Linked DNA regions of Salvelinus alpinus: region 2 is linked to region 1. A link is a contact called in public Hi-C data. All regions are on one chromosome and are shown on one strand. Each heading gives the region's core, a stretch centred on a gene start, on an enhancer-like site or on the middle of the called end of the contact. The rest is flanking DNA. Distances are from core to core; before and after follow the strand shown. Region 1 holds the start of LOC139559198 (endoplasmic reticulum membrane sensor NFE2L1-like). Region 2 holds the start of LOC139559206 (homeobox protein Hox-A9-like).

What was found. A called contact is a pair of places that touch in the nucleus more often than the background predicts.
Region 2: a contact with region 1 is called in a Hi-C map of muscle, with 7 times the contacts expected there. The contact joins the promoter of LOC139559206 here to the promoter of LOC139559198 in region 1. A contact is called at or near these places in 2 of 3 Hi-C or Micro-C datasets (muscle and red muscle).

Annotation. Positions count from the first base shown.
Region 1 is chr29:18,573,917-18,581,122 of SLU_Salpinus.1, forward strand. LOC139559198 (endoplasmic reticulum membrane sensor NFE2L1-like) reads left to right here and starts at 4,286. Exons shown (of 4, transcript XM_071374981.1): 1 at 4,286-5,386. The coding sequence starts at 4,823.
Region 2 is chr29:18,893,578-18,900,783 of SLU_Salpinus.1, forward strand. LOC139559206 (homeobox protein Hox-A9-like) reads right to left here and starts at 3,418. Exons shown (of 2, transcript XM_071374998.1): 1 at 1-3,418. The coding sequence starts at 132. LOC139559214 (homeobox protein Hox-A10-like) reads right to left here and starts at 6,751. Exons shown (of 2, transcript XM_071375004.1): 1 at 5,854-6,751; 2 at 4,173-5,061. The coding sequence starts at 6,751. The coding sequence ends at 4,787.

The DNA of each region.
Region 1 (7,206 bases), core at 3,036-5,535:
GTTTTATGCAAGAAACATATACAGATAATTATTGACAAGTTAATAATGTTATTTATATCTTTATATTGACCAATTACTTGAAATGATTAGTGATTATTCTAGAGACCGAAATTCATAATTTCAGATAAATGTTGAGAAGTGTTCTACAACGTGGCTCCAAATCAATAGCCAATCCAATTTCACTATATATGATTGCAAATTGATTACGAAATGCTTGAATAATACGTTTTTATATGCCCCATAAAATAAGCAAAACGAGTTCAATCAAGTACAGTCTTAACTGAATGACAACAGAGACAGAATAGAACATGGAATTTTATTGAATAGTTTGGAGTAGGCCTCATCTCCAAGGAATGCTCCTCGGGGGCCAAATCAAATTGTATTCGTCATATGCTTAGTAAACAACAGGTGTAGACTAACAGTGAAATGCTTACTTCTGGGCCCTTCCAAAGAGATAAATATATTATAGAGTAAGAAAAATCTTCCAATTTCGTTTTACAAACAATAAGTCAGGAATAAATAGAAAAATAATAACACAAGGAATAAATATACAATGAGTAACGATAGGTATTCACACCCCTTGACTTTTTCCACATTTTGTTGTGTTACAGCCTGAATTTAAAATGGAATAACAGACATTGAATATCCCTTTGAGCATGGTGAAGTTATTAATTACACTTTGGATGGTGTATCAATACACCCAGGCATTACAAAGATACAGGCGTCTTTCCTAACTTCGTTGCTGGAGAGGAAGGAAACTGCTCAGGGATTTCACCATGAGGCCAATGGTGATTTTAAAACAGTTACAGAGTTTAATGGCCGTGATAGAAATTGAGGATGGATCAACAACATTGTAGTTACTCCACAATACTAACCTAACTGACAGAATTAAAAGAAGGAAGCCTGTACAGAATAAAAAATATCCCATAACATACATTCTGTCTGCAACAAGGCACTAAAGTAAAACTGCAAAACAATTGGTAAAGCAATTCACTTTTTGTTCTGAATACAAAGTGTTATGTTTGGGGCAAATTCAACACAACACATTACTGAGTAGCACTCTCCATATTTAGCATAGTGCTGGCTGCATCATGTTATGGGTATGCTTGTAATCGTTAACGACTGGGGACTTTTTCAGGATAAAAAATAAACGGAATGGAGCTAAGCACAGTCAAAATCTTAGAGGAAAACCTGGTTTAGAATGCTTTCCACCAGACACTAGTAGATGAATTCACCTTTCAGCAGGACAATAACCTAAAATACAATGCCAAATCTAAACTGGAGTTGCTTACCAAGAAGGCAGTGAACGTTCCTGAGTGGCCGAGTTACAGTTTTGACTTAAATCTATATGAAAATCTAGGGCAAGATCTGAAAGTGGTTGTTAGCAATGATCCACAACCAATTTGAGATCTTGAAGAATTTTGAAAAGAATAAATGGGAAAATGTTGCAAAATCCAGGTGTAGAAAGCTCTTATAGACTTACCCAGAAAGACTCACAGCTATAATCGGCGCCAAAGGTTAACTTATGTAAATGAGATATTTCTGTATTTCATTTTTTTTAATTAGGTAAAATGTCAATAAACATGTTTTCACTTTGTCATTATGGGGTACTGTGTGTAGATGGGTGAGAGAAAAAAAGATTTAATCAATTTTGAATTCACGCTGTAACACAACAAATGTCAGAATAAGTCAAGGGGTATAAATACTTTCTGAAGGCACTGTACATGGGGTACCAGTACCAAGTTGATGAGCTGGGGTACAAGGTATATGAGGTAGATATGTACATATAGGTAGGGATAAAGTGACTAGGCAACCGGATAGATAATAAACAGTAACAGCAGCAAATGTGATGAGTCAAAAGAGATTAGTGCAAAAAAGGTCAATGCAGATATTCTGGGTAGTTATTGGTCAACTATTTAACTAACTATTTAGCAGTCTTATAGCTGTTCAGGGTCCTGTTGGTTCCAGACTTGGTGCATCGGTACCACTTGCCGTGTGGTAGCAGAGAGTGAGAACAGTCTATGACTTAGGTGGCTGGAGTCTTTGACCATTTTTAGGGCCTTCCTCTGACACCGCCTGGTATTAAGGTCCTGGATGGCAGGGAGCTCGGCTCCAGTAATGTACTGGGCCGTACACACTACCCTCTGTAGCGCCTTGCGGTCAGATGCCAAACAGATGCCATACTAAGCGGTGACGCAGCCAGTCAAGATGCTCTCAATGGTGCAGCTGTAGAACTTTTGGAGGATCTGAGGGTCCATGCCGAATCTTTACAGCCTCCTGAGGGGGAAGAGGCATCATGCCCTCTTCACGACTTGTGTTGATGTGTGTGGACCATGATAGTTCCAGACAGATGCTGATGACAGATTGCCCTATGCTACCATATAAATACCTGCTCTGCTAATGAGGTAACATTATAAAAGATACCATATGTACACCTGCTATGCCTGTGAGACAGGAAGTGAATTATATTGTGCTTACTAGATACATGTAAAAGTGACGAGCAATTCAAAATGTAACTATCGTAAACTACATTAGCAAAGGAAAGCGTATTCTAAGGAGGACCAAACTGAAGAAGCTCATCCTAACGACTAAAGGGCGAAATATACCGTTGGAGCAATTAGTAAACAGCTACATTTCTCAATGGCACAAAATGAAATCAATGGAATCAAAAGAGGTGATAAACAGAGTAGGCCTGTAGACATACTTGCTGCATTGAATGGAAAAGTGGGGTATTTTTGTGAGGAAATAATGCTGTATCATAATGTGCTGCAAATAAGCATGTTGTTCACCTGTATACCTACAGTAGGTCATGGCTGGTCCACACTGAATGTGATGGCAAACCCCCATGCAAGGTCCTTCCAATGTCTGATTTCCATAGAATGTTCCATTAACCACCAGCAGGGGGTGTGTAGGAGCCATATTTGACCAAAAAGCCTACTGCTTTTTTTCTGAATCATTATCATGATCACCAGTACCACCATCCATCACCACCACCACATACCTCACACCCCACCACAGCGGATAGTTGGCTATTGTTTCATTGATAACTTATAACAAGCCTATGTCTAATCATCCAAACAACATTTTGTCCCAAGTCCTATATGGTTACAGAGTAGGTTATAGAGTAGGCCTACATTGCATGTGAAATTAGATAAAAGTGCACATTACAACTCACTGATTCATCATGATTTGAATGATGCTCTCTGGTCCAATACTGTAGTTAAGCTTCCTTTCCTTATTGTGTTCCTTCACAAGCATGAATCTAAAACTATTTGGAAAGTGATACCTAGTGGGAGTAAGTGTTGCCTGACACTGTTCTCTCCATCTGTGGTCATGGAGGAATGGAAAGGAAGTCAGTTATGTGTTCTGTGACACAAACATAGCCTGATAAATACTACATTAATCCCTTACAACATTCAGAATATGGTCATCGTTTTGCTGAAGTGGCATTTGTATACGCGCTTTGTTTCAACTATGCCTCTAGGGGGCGTTATGGTTTCCCAAAAGATCACAGAACATGCATCGCCATTTGATCATCTGTTGTCAGGGTCTGGCTGGCCAAGCAATACAGGATGGCAGTGTTGTACTGTCAAATCAAACATTTGATAATTCTACTTAGTTAGGCCCACTAGCTCTACCTCTACTGAAGAAAGTGTCATGCACTTGTTCAACATTTTATAGAAGTCTAATCATTTTTGTCTTTACATTTTTATTTTTCTAGGCATCAATATTTTTTATTGTATGAGAGAAAATACTAATCAAATGTACCAATGTATATCATTATTGAGGGTGGGAGAAGGAGATGAAGGACTGTGTTCTGTCATGGAACACAATCTCCAGACAAGCAATAGATTGGCAACAGTAGCACTCTCTCGTGGAAGCCTTATGTTTCACATAGGTATGAAGAGGATTAAGTAACTATCATTCATAACTAAAGACTTTATTGAAACATGTTTGAATTAATTGCTGAGTTCCCAAGAACAACATGACCCGTTGGTACATGGTTGTGAACACTGTACTGTACATATCGTGTAGTGTTGAAAGCAGGTCAGTAGGCCAAACGTCAAAAAGAAAATGTCCCCGGAAGTACTGTCGAGGTCCCGCCCCTGACACTAAAGGGCAAAGTAACATTCCACAATAACGGTAATGTTCTTGTGATACACATTGTAAACCGTTTCAGATATTGCAAGATTAAATAAAATTACTTTCAAGCACATTGCTAAGTATAAATGTATGTTCATAAGGCTGTGTTTGGGCCAGAAATCCAATGAAGGGGGCGTTTTTTTTTTTTTTTAACTAAGAGCGGTGGGATGCTACAATTGGCTCACTACATGACAGAATACATTTTCAGCCAATCGGAGCCTGTTGCGATGAGCTATGGGCCCACATTTTGTAAATTATGCAAATCCTTCCCCAAGACTCCTCCACGCGGCCGGTAGGGAGTGAGAGAGCAATAAACATTAAACCCAGGAGAGAACCGATTCGGAATATATATTTTATATTATAATTAGATTAAAACAAGGCAGACAAATAAACAAGGGAGATTACAGTTAATTATAGTTTCATCTATGATTAAATTGTTAATTATATGTGGTCGTGGTACAGTTGTTCGTTTAAGAGCATGTTTCTGTCAGGAAGTTATCAGAAGCCGGTAGTGCAGTAGCTAGCTAACGTTTTCGCCGGGGACGGGCGGACCTCTTTGTCTGACAGGGGAAAGGAACTCGTGCTCTTTTGTTTTGCATTGTCTTTGTTTAGTGGGCTAAAGGGAACTCTAGGATCAGCGTTTCTCTTTATTGACGTTCTTCCCCACAAAAATAAAAAGATGCAAAACGTGAAGAAATACTTCACAGAGGGACTAATCCAGTTTACGATCTTACTCAGTTTGATCGGAGTTCGCGTGGATGTCGACAGCTACTGGAACGGCTACTACTCACCGCTAGAGATTAACGACGGTCCCAGCTCAGCCTTTATCCAGACACCGTTTCACAGTTTGAGGGACAATTGGGACGGGTACAGCGTGCACCCCAAATGTCCGGAGTTGGACTATTTCTTCGCCAGCCGTCGGCTTCTGGACGAGGTGAGGGCTCTTGGGTCGCCCGCCCGGTTCCCTACGCAGTTGAGCGCGTGGCTCGTGCACCAAGTACCTGACAGATCGGAATTCGGAGAGCCACCGAACAGTACGAGTAGCAGTAATGTTAATGCGGGGCTGTCGTCAGAGAGCACCGGGGAAGAGACCAACGACTCTGACCTTCTCGCCGAGGACGAGAGCTGTTCTACTGTTAGCGCTAGGTTGAGAGGCCGGCAGGAGGAGTGCCAGACTGCCACCCAACTAAGCACTGAGCCGGGGCCTTATCCCAGCACCGGAGCCTGCGAGATACCCAAAGAGGCGAGTACTGCAGCCAACTAGCCAACTTTATCTGGCTTCAAACTTCATCTACTCTAACTAATGTGTCGCCCATGAAGTTTTGTGATGAAATGCGAACTAGGCCTTTAGCTACACTAAGTGTAGCTGACAATGGGACTGACAAGTGTATTGTGATAGCCAGCTAAACAGCTAACGTTAGGCCAATAACGTTACTAGCTAGCTAACTTGCTGTTATGACACCAACTGATAAGGTTCTATGCACATGGCATGCTGAACTTTTACATTCACTTTCACTTTGAATGTTATTTTTTTTTAAAGCTAGATGACCTTTAGATTGGTATCTCCTGACTAAGCACAACGTAATAAATAAACGACAGAGGTCTCCTCCAACAGGTCGATAGCGAGCTATCAGCGCAGTTCACCAAACAATTCTGAAAGTACATGCAATTTAAGTGTTCCACCGCAAACAGCCATGAACAAATTTCACAAGTATCAGACACCGCAAGCTACTATCTAATCAACATTGACATTATCACACCCCTGGTTAGCCACTATTGGCTTACATAGTCAAACCTAACACTATCTGCCAATTCATTTCCAGCATTATTTCGTCTGTCTCTTGTGCGTGTTTGTCTATCACTCCCGTGTGTGGCCAGTAATCGTCTTACTTTCCCCAAACCCTTGTCAATTAAATGTTAACAGCAAAGTAGGCTAACCTGACAGAAGTATATAATTTTGTATGTATTTGTTATTTTCAAACTTTGACATGAAATGAGCAGCAGCAGTGCACAAATTGCTGGACTGGCACATTCATCACGTGCTAGATGCGCCATTAAAGGGACAGGGCCCTGTTGCATAAAACAACCAGTTCATTTCCCCCTTATCTTTTCTTAACTTTAACATCATGACACTTTCTGGAAAAATTGGGTTAAAGACCCAAATGTTTGAGACAGCCTGTTTCCCATCACTAGTAATGAATCTCCCAGGGTTGCAGTTTTTATGGTTGAGGAGGAGTGAGACAGAACAGCTGCTGGATCAATGGATGTGATTCCCTGAGGCTAGTTGTTGAATCTGTTATTTCTTCACACTTTACCCTTGTTCACCAGCTGTGGGCCAGGAGAATAGGTGGGGAAGTAAGGGCCTAGTACCTGCCCCCTCTTTGTAAAAGCATTTGTCCTCAAATACAGCAGGCCCAAGGCAACTCTAGTTTAAGACGATTTGGATGCCATCAATTTACCTAGATTTTTTTTGTCAGAGTTTAATTTACTACTAACCTTGTTTTAGGTTTCAGTTTTTCTGTTCAGAAGATCACGCACTACACTTTCCAAAGAAGGTGCAGGAAATTCTACATTCTTACAACAATGACAGTTGGATTTAGGCTACAAAACTTTGTTTCTTATCGTTGAAGAAGTTCCACTTTCACAATTTACAAGTCCAGACCGAGCTAGTCAGAAGAGGACTTGGATTAAGTTCAATTTTAGTCATCCCCTTTGCCTCTGGCATTAACGTATATGCAAACGCTGTACTCTTGCTGTATTCTCATCCGCCCCTGTGGTAAAACATGACGAACCCTGTTGTGTAAGTTGTGGGTTTGAATTACTTATTCTCTCCACCCATAGGGTTACACACTCTTTGGGCCTTGGGTGTGTGTTTTTGTAGGGACAAAGGCCCACACTCACTGTAGTGAAAAACACTGCTGTGGCTTGGGAGTGTCCAATGTCAAAGACCGGGTTATCTTATCCCCCACGACTTCACTTGCAGCTGTTAGGAGATTTGTATTGTGTAACCTAGGGCTGTGGCGGTCATGACATTTTGTCAGCCAGTTATTGTCATGCAAAAGC
Region 2 (7,206 bases), core at 2,168-4,667, 320 kb after region 1:
GAGCGAGGTGAGCTGCCTCGCATGCTGGAGCCCCCCTGGACCGGAGGTGTATCTGGGCGCGGACAGCTCCTCGCTCTCGGGCAAGATGAGGGAGTCAACGTAGTAGCTCGTCAACGTTCCAGATGTCGACATGGCAAAATAGACTTTCACATGTACCCACACATACACAGATACATACAAAAACAAGCGTGCCACACACACCACACACACATACACCCGCACTAAACCCGACTTTTACAAAATAACAATCTGAAGAAATCAAGTATAGCAACTTGGCACCACAAAGATCTACAGTCGACTAATAGTTGGGAAGCAGGACTGCCATTCGATTGGGTGTCGAGCGCACGTGATCATAAAGGCTGAACAATACAGGATAAATCAATCCCTTTGGCTATTAAATGCTCGCGGGTCTCTGTCTTAAAACGTAACAATGTCTAGTTTTAAAAGCAAATTATTATTATTTTATACAGTTACTGCTGATATAAATGTAGGGCTATGGAAAGGGAGAGTAGGCTAAACTGAAATACCATTGGAAGTATCTGTCCATTTAGTATAGGTCAGCGAATCCAATAAATAATTCTCCCAAAACACACATTTAACGAGTATATTTACACATATGTTATAGGGTAATAAGCATTACCAATGATACTCACAACAAAACATACAGGGGCTGAACATAACCAGGAGAACGCCGCCATATTGGGGCTTATTAAAGAAACCAAATGTCATAAACTGCATTCTTTCTATGGCGCCAAGGAACGTAAATTATTCAGATATTCTTTCTTACAACTAATGCTCTGGGTAGCTTTCCATCGTAGTAGGTAACCTCGTTCATCCTCAGTCAAAATGTTCAAACCTTTCATATTTTCATTGTCAGGAAACATTCCAACATGAACAAGCTTTTACGCACACACCCCATTAAACATAAGCTTTCAAAGGGGTGCTATATCATGCTATTTTGTGAAGCCTTAGTTTGGTATTATACAATAATAACCTTATACAATATAAGATTAAAGCCTAATAGAACCACAAGCCTGCTGAGAATAATAATTGACTAGTTTAATGTGTTATTTCATCAACATCCTATGACATTGTTATTATATTGCCTATTTGGAAAAAATATATATAATTACTCAGTAAAAGTAATATTCCTTTCAGCAGCAAAATATGGATTTTTTAAAATTCGTATAGTTATTTTTGATAGAAAACAAATGTCTAAATAGAATAGAAATGTGTGTTGGCATAGTAGTAGGTCTACCCGGTTAAGTTCATGTATTTACTACTGCCTTAAAACAAAAAAATGGAAAGAATAATTTTACTGTTCTAGTCTAATATTGTATTCTATATCCGTGAATATCCAGGATAGCCTACATTCTGGTTATTAAACAAAACCGAGGAATTAAACAGCAATTTTCTATTACAGAAAATATATTAATTCAATCAATAACCTACATGGAAATAGGCCTAATTGTGGCATATTAAAAAAATTAAGATTCAACAAATAAGCGACAATTATGGATATTCGTCCTAGAAAATAGTATGCACATAGTAGTGCACATCGACCTGTAGCCTAGCGGGCTTCTTTTTCAAATACAAATACTTTACCACTATTACTAAACAATAGGCTACACATATTGTTTACATCCAACTATTACTAGGAGTTCTATTAGCCTATTATGAGACCACTATCATAATTAGGACCCTGTGTTTTGATTTACCTGGATTTTAACGTTCATTAAAAATATATATTATCAAACTTTACCCTTTTATTTTTATGTCAGATGGTCCAGCATCATCCTCAGACAATTGTTTTTATTTTTGTTCTAATTCTCATTTCTGGAAAAGGCTTCAAATAAAGGTTAAAATCCAGGTCATGTGACATGATCAACCAAAACACAGGCCCCGAACCATAATTACCATTAGCACTATTACAAATAGGCTACCAGCACAGCAGTGCCAATTATGGAAGCCACTATGGCTAAAGAAAAAAATTATACACTATTAAGTAGAAACTAATACGCTAACAAATACAGCATAATGTACAGAAGCCGTTGAGTTTATGAGTTTTCCTCATAAAAGTGGGAGATACCTCGTGAGAAAAACATGCAATTAATAGATAATTGAATAGATACTTTACACATGGGGTTGTTTGTTTCATCATCCAGACACATAGATCACGTTCTAATCAAATTTGAAAGCAGAAATAAAACTCGTTTTCAGAAACCGAACAACGCTCAATGGACACGCAAATACAATACAAACCAACACATGTAATTCAACAATAGCCGAGGAGAGGCTTTCTGAACATGCAAACCCAAGTCTGGATACAATATGATCAAATCTGAACTAGTATGAAGAGAGGAAATGACGGCGTAACACGTTGTAACACTTCACAGACATGTTCTCGAACCTTACCCTACCATAGCTTTAGAGAACCGTGATAGTACAGCCACAGAATTACGTGTTCTATTTATTACCGTCAAATAAAACTGAAAGCTAGGCCAACACCTTACAGGCCACAGGCGATTGACTACTGCTAAATAATCCACTCCAGCCTGTTTTCCCATACTGAAGGGAAAAAACGGTATAACTCATACCAATAACTGAACAGATAGGCGTTCATCTACCTGGAACGCATTGGGCCTACAACTGTGCATAATCAGATAATGCTTGGTGAAAATATGTTAGAGACATTAGAACAAAATATAGAGGCTAGTGGATAAATAAAGGCTATGCGCACTTAAACACAGCACAGACAGGCACCTTCAAAAGAAAAAAAGGACACAAAAGTGAATGCAATGGCACTTTAAGGCTGTAAACTAAATCAGGGTGTTTTTAACACGGACCCAGTATACCGCAGGGGTTATTCACTTATTTTTCCCGCAGATAACAGCTTGTCTGGCGGATCTAAATATCGCCATAAAGCCCTTCCTTTCTTTTGTGTCCGGGCTGTATTGCGCAGCGGAAGCATCCGGTTCAATTGCCCACCGGCGCGCCGCTGAGGTCGCTGTTGCACACTCAACTTCCCCTTCCACTCCAATGCAGTGGTCGTAACCGAGGCCTTGTCTGGCGTCATTGCGTCACGACTGACAGAAAACATGCTTATCTATACGCTAAATCCAAGTCCAACTCGCCTATGGCTGAGCTTTTACCAAGATAAATATAGGACGCAGGCAATACAGGGGCTTAATTTAACGACGAAAATAACAAGTAGAGTTTGTATAAATATTACTGACGATATGTTAAGAGAAATACACGCCAGCAAGTATTTCTCAACAGCTAAAGGAAATAAGAAATGTCCTATTGTTTATTCATATATTTATGGAAAAACAAATAACACTCCATCCTATTACATACAATTCAATCAGATTTCACGTGTCCCAGACTAAGTTGACTGAAGTTTCGATGTATTAAACTGGGCCAATTCAGACAGTTTCGTGTTGTAGAGGTAGAAAATAGATCCCAACAACATGAAACTACCTAAACCACTCCACAGTCCGCTCCAGGCCTCAAGACGCACAGCAGCCAATGCATAACGCCACGTCTTCTTCGGTTTCATATCGATTTCAAACACCAATGCTGTTCATAACGAGCCTGTATTGAAAGTACCATGTTCTTTAATGTTCATGATCAAATCTTTGCACTGGAAATTGTCTTTCTTTTTACATGTTGAGTCCAGAAAACACAAATCGCAAACAACAAATTGACTTACCCATTCATCGAAGTTATTCCACTATTCCAATCACAAAATGAATGGATGACTTAGTAGTCCAAAAATGCCAAAACGCAGTATAACTTTCTACCACTGTCTATTGCTTCCTCTCCGGCTAAACGTCTCTCTCTCGACTGAAATCAGTCTTTGGGGAGAGCGAGAATCGTCATATACGAGCAAGTCATAAAACTCTACAAATGCCGCCTTGCAGCGTTATAGGCCTGTGCCTATACCGCCTAGACATATTATGACTGGTGTAATATTTAAATCGTTTCCGAGAGCTATTCCATGGATCCTTTAAACATTTCTGAACGGACAGGCAAAAGCCAAGTAATGTACAACCCAAAGAGTACCTACAACTTCAATAGCCTGTCCAAAATGCCAATACTATTTTACAGAAAAAAATGGCGAGAAATACAGAGGTATAAACACAGACTTCAAAAACCAGTCTAATCCAGTATATGTGAACTGATAATTTATTACGCAATACACAAAACACAATCTCATATGTACATAACGTTATACACAATAAAAACATTTTCACAATGTAGACAGCTCATGTACATTTCCCTTAGTTCGAGTCTACACAACTAAATGATCCTCAACTCATCATAATATATCGGAACAATACATTGATAGGGCGACTCATCTTATTCCCTCACTGTTGATAGATAGGCCTTGTGTGATCCACATTGCAAAATGCAGGAAAAGGGGGGTGTGAATCATGTTGTTTCATGCAATCTCCATTTTAAAGAAACTCCACAATATATGCAATATATTTGTAAAACTCAATTGTGATTTATATGTGTAGCTCCAATTTAGATAAAATGTCAACCATTATTTTACCCAAGACACCTATTCCAAGACGTGACAGCAATAACAGAACCGAATCAACGAACAATTAACAAAAAATAGGAAGAAATAAGAAACAACCGGTAACATTCACGTTTTACCAGTAGCTATACAGGACGATGCAAAGGCTTGCCTGTAGGCCTAAGAAAGATGTGCCCTTTTCAACTTGCATTATAACTAAAGCTCGTTTAATACAAAGCTTATTAAAAACATTCAGTGTTATCACGAAAAACCGAAATTTGACGTGAGCTCCCGAATCCTGTTTTCCCGGGTCATTTTCTTCAGTTTCATTCTGCGATTCTGGAACCATATTTTGACCTGCCTGTCGGTCAGGTGCACGCTCCTACTGATCTCTAGGCGACGCTCGCGAGTCAGGTACATGTTGAAGAGGAACTCCTTCTCGAGCTCCAGTGTCTGGTGCTTGGTGTATGGGCAACGTTTCTTCCGGCCGCTTTTTGCTGTTAGCCAGTTGGCGGTGCTCTCACTTTTTGAGTCTCCTAAAGGAAATGGTAGATACATGCTTTTAGGCTGACAGCTTGGGATGTAAGATAGGCCGCGCGCACGCTTGTGTGTGTGTGTGTGTGTGTGTGTGTGTGTGTGTGTGTGTGTGTGTGTGTGTGTGTGTGTGTGTGTGTGTGTGTGTGTGTGTGTGTGTGTGTGTGTGTGTTGTGCAGGTCAATGGGTTGATATAGGCCTTTCCATAAGGAAGGTTCAACGGCCTTGTGTACTTTGCTTGAACTTAAAACATGTGCAGGTAATAATTCAAAGATATTTTATGAGATGTATAACATTTTCTATCATTTTAGACCTACTATAATAAGAACAAATATCAACAGACAAAAATAAAAACACGCTTTTAGTAGATAGTGAATAGACATAGCCTACGAATGTTAGGCCTATTTTGAGCGACAGTGAAGTCATTTTTTGTCCAAAGAAACAAGGGCCTATAATGGAAACTCTATGATAAACCTATAGCCTAAGCCGAAACAAATAATAACATGTATTTTTTTATAATAACATTGCTTTTTTCCCCCACAGCATTTTTACTTTCATGCCCGCTTGATATTAAGACATTAAAATATTCTCAACTAAAGCATGGTGTGGCCTCATATAGACCATATATAAACCCTGAATAAAAACAAACAACTAAATGACCTCTGAATGCTAAAGCAGAAATCCGTCTCTCGGCAAGTGTTATAATCTTTTTATTTGTCGCTTCAATAAACAGCATGAAATAAAACCAACCGTGGCAGAGTGAGTGACAACACCTTTTAATGATCTCAGCTCACCTTTAGTCGTTTTCACTGACTTTTTCTTCTCGAGCTCCACCTCAGCTTCCTCGGGAGAGGAAGGTTCCCCGTCGGAGGACGCTCGCGTCTCCTCGTCCCCCTGTAGGGCGTTCGTCTGCTGGGGCTTGGGCGCGTTACTGGAGGGCAAAGCCTCCTCGGTGTCTCTCCTCTCGTGCTCCGCGGTGGCTGAGCAGGCTAAAGCTGAGGACAGCTGGGGTGTCGAGGTGTGGAAACGAGTCGGTGCAGGGGGGTGTAGGCCAAAGTGAGAATGAGAGGGGTTCGATTGGGCACCGTGGTAAACTTTATGAGAGCGTGCGTGCGTCTGAGACAAGCGGAAGTAGCCAGGCACGGGTACAGTACCGCCACCACCGCCGCCGTCGGTGACTGTACACGAGCCTGAACCGGAGCCTGCTGTGGTTAGCCTCGAGTATGTCAGGTCTTCGGCTGTGGAGGCTTTGGGGCACTTCTGCGGTTCATAGAGACAGTACGCGCTCTCCTCCTTAATGCTCTGCGGGAACGAGCAGGGCGCGACCTGGGGACACACAGTTTGTTGCTGGTCCATTCGGTCCATTCTGCACGACCTCTGCGCGTCCATCCACATCTCCATGCCTGACATATACGCGCCTGACGCGGCAGACATCATGTTTTGGGGACCTGCGTTGCTCCGCTTGCCTATGCCAGGGAAGTATCCACAGTTCTGTAGTCCGTAAGGAACCTCTGAGGCGGTGTTATGGGGCAGACACACGCCGCTGCCCGGGTAGTAGTGTCCCCCTGCACCCTCGGTCCGACCGCTGATCAGAGAATCCACAAAAAACGCGTTTCCTGCGGGGCTGTCCGAGCATGACATTATTGTAGTGTATTTTGGCGAGGGGAGAAGATAGCCCTTTCTGGCTGACATTTCTTGTGCAAAACATGCTGGATATGATTAGATGTACCCCCCTCTCCACCGTGCAGCCTCTGGAGCCAATAGGAACGCTCGGATAGGCAGGGCCCCTCCCCACCCACGACCACGTAGCAGTCGGGGCCATCGTAGGTCTGAGGAATAGAAAGGAGAAAGCACAGCAATCAGTGCGTTTCTCTCATCTCGCTTTAATGCACCACCATAGCGCCGACGGGGCGAGGCCCTATGTGCAGAATGCAAACATTCGAAAATAAAATGTAGTCTATGCGCACCCATGCATGCGCAAAGGGGAGTTCTGCAGCATATGTTCCATATCAACTACCAATTCTGTTTTCAGCATTATTAAGAGAAGTGCGTCTTATCCCCTATTATTTTGAACTGTGCGTAAAATAAAATATGCATAAGGTTCAATCAAATGATTCATTTAAGCCCTATGGCTCCCTATAGTTGAT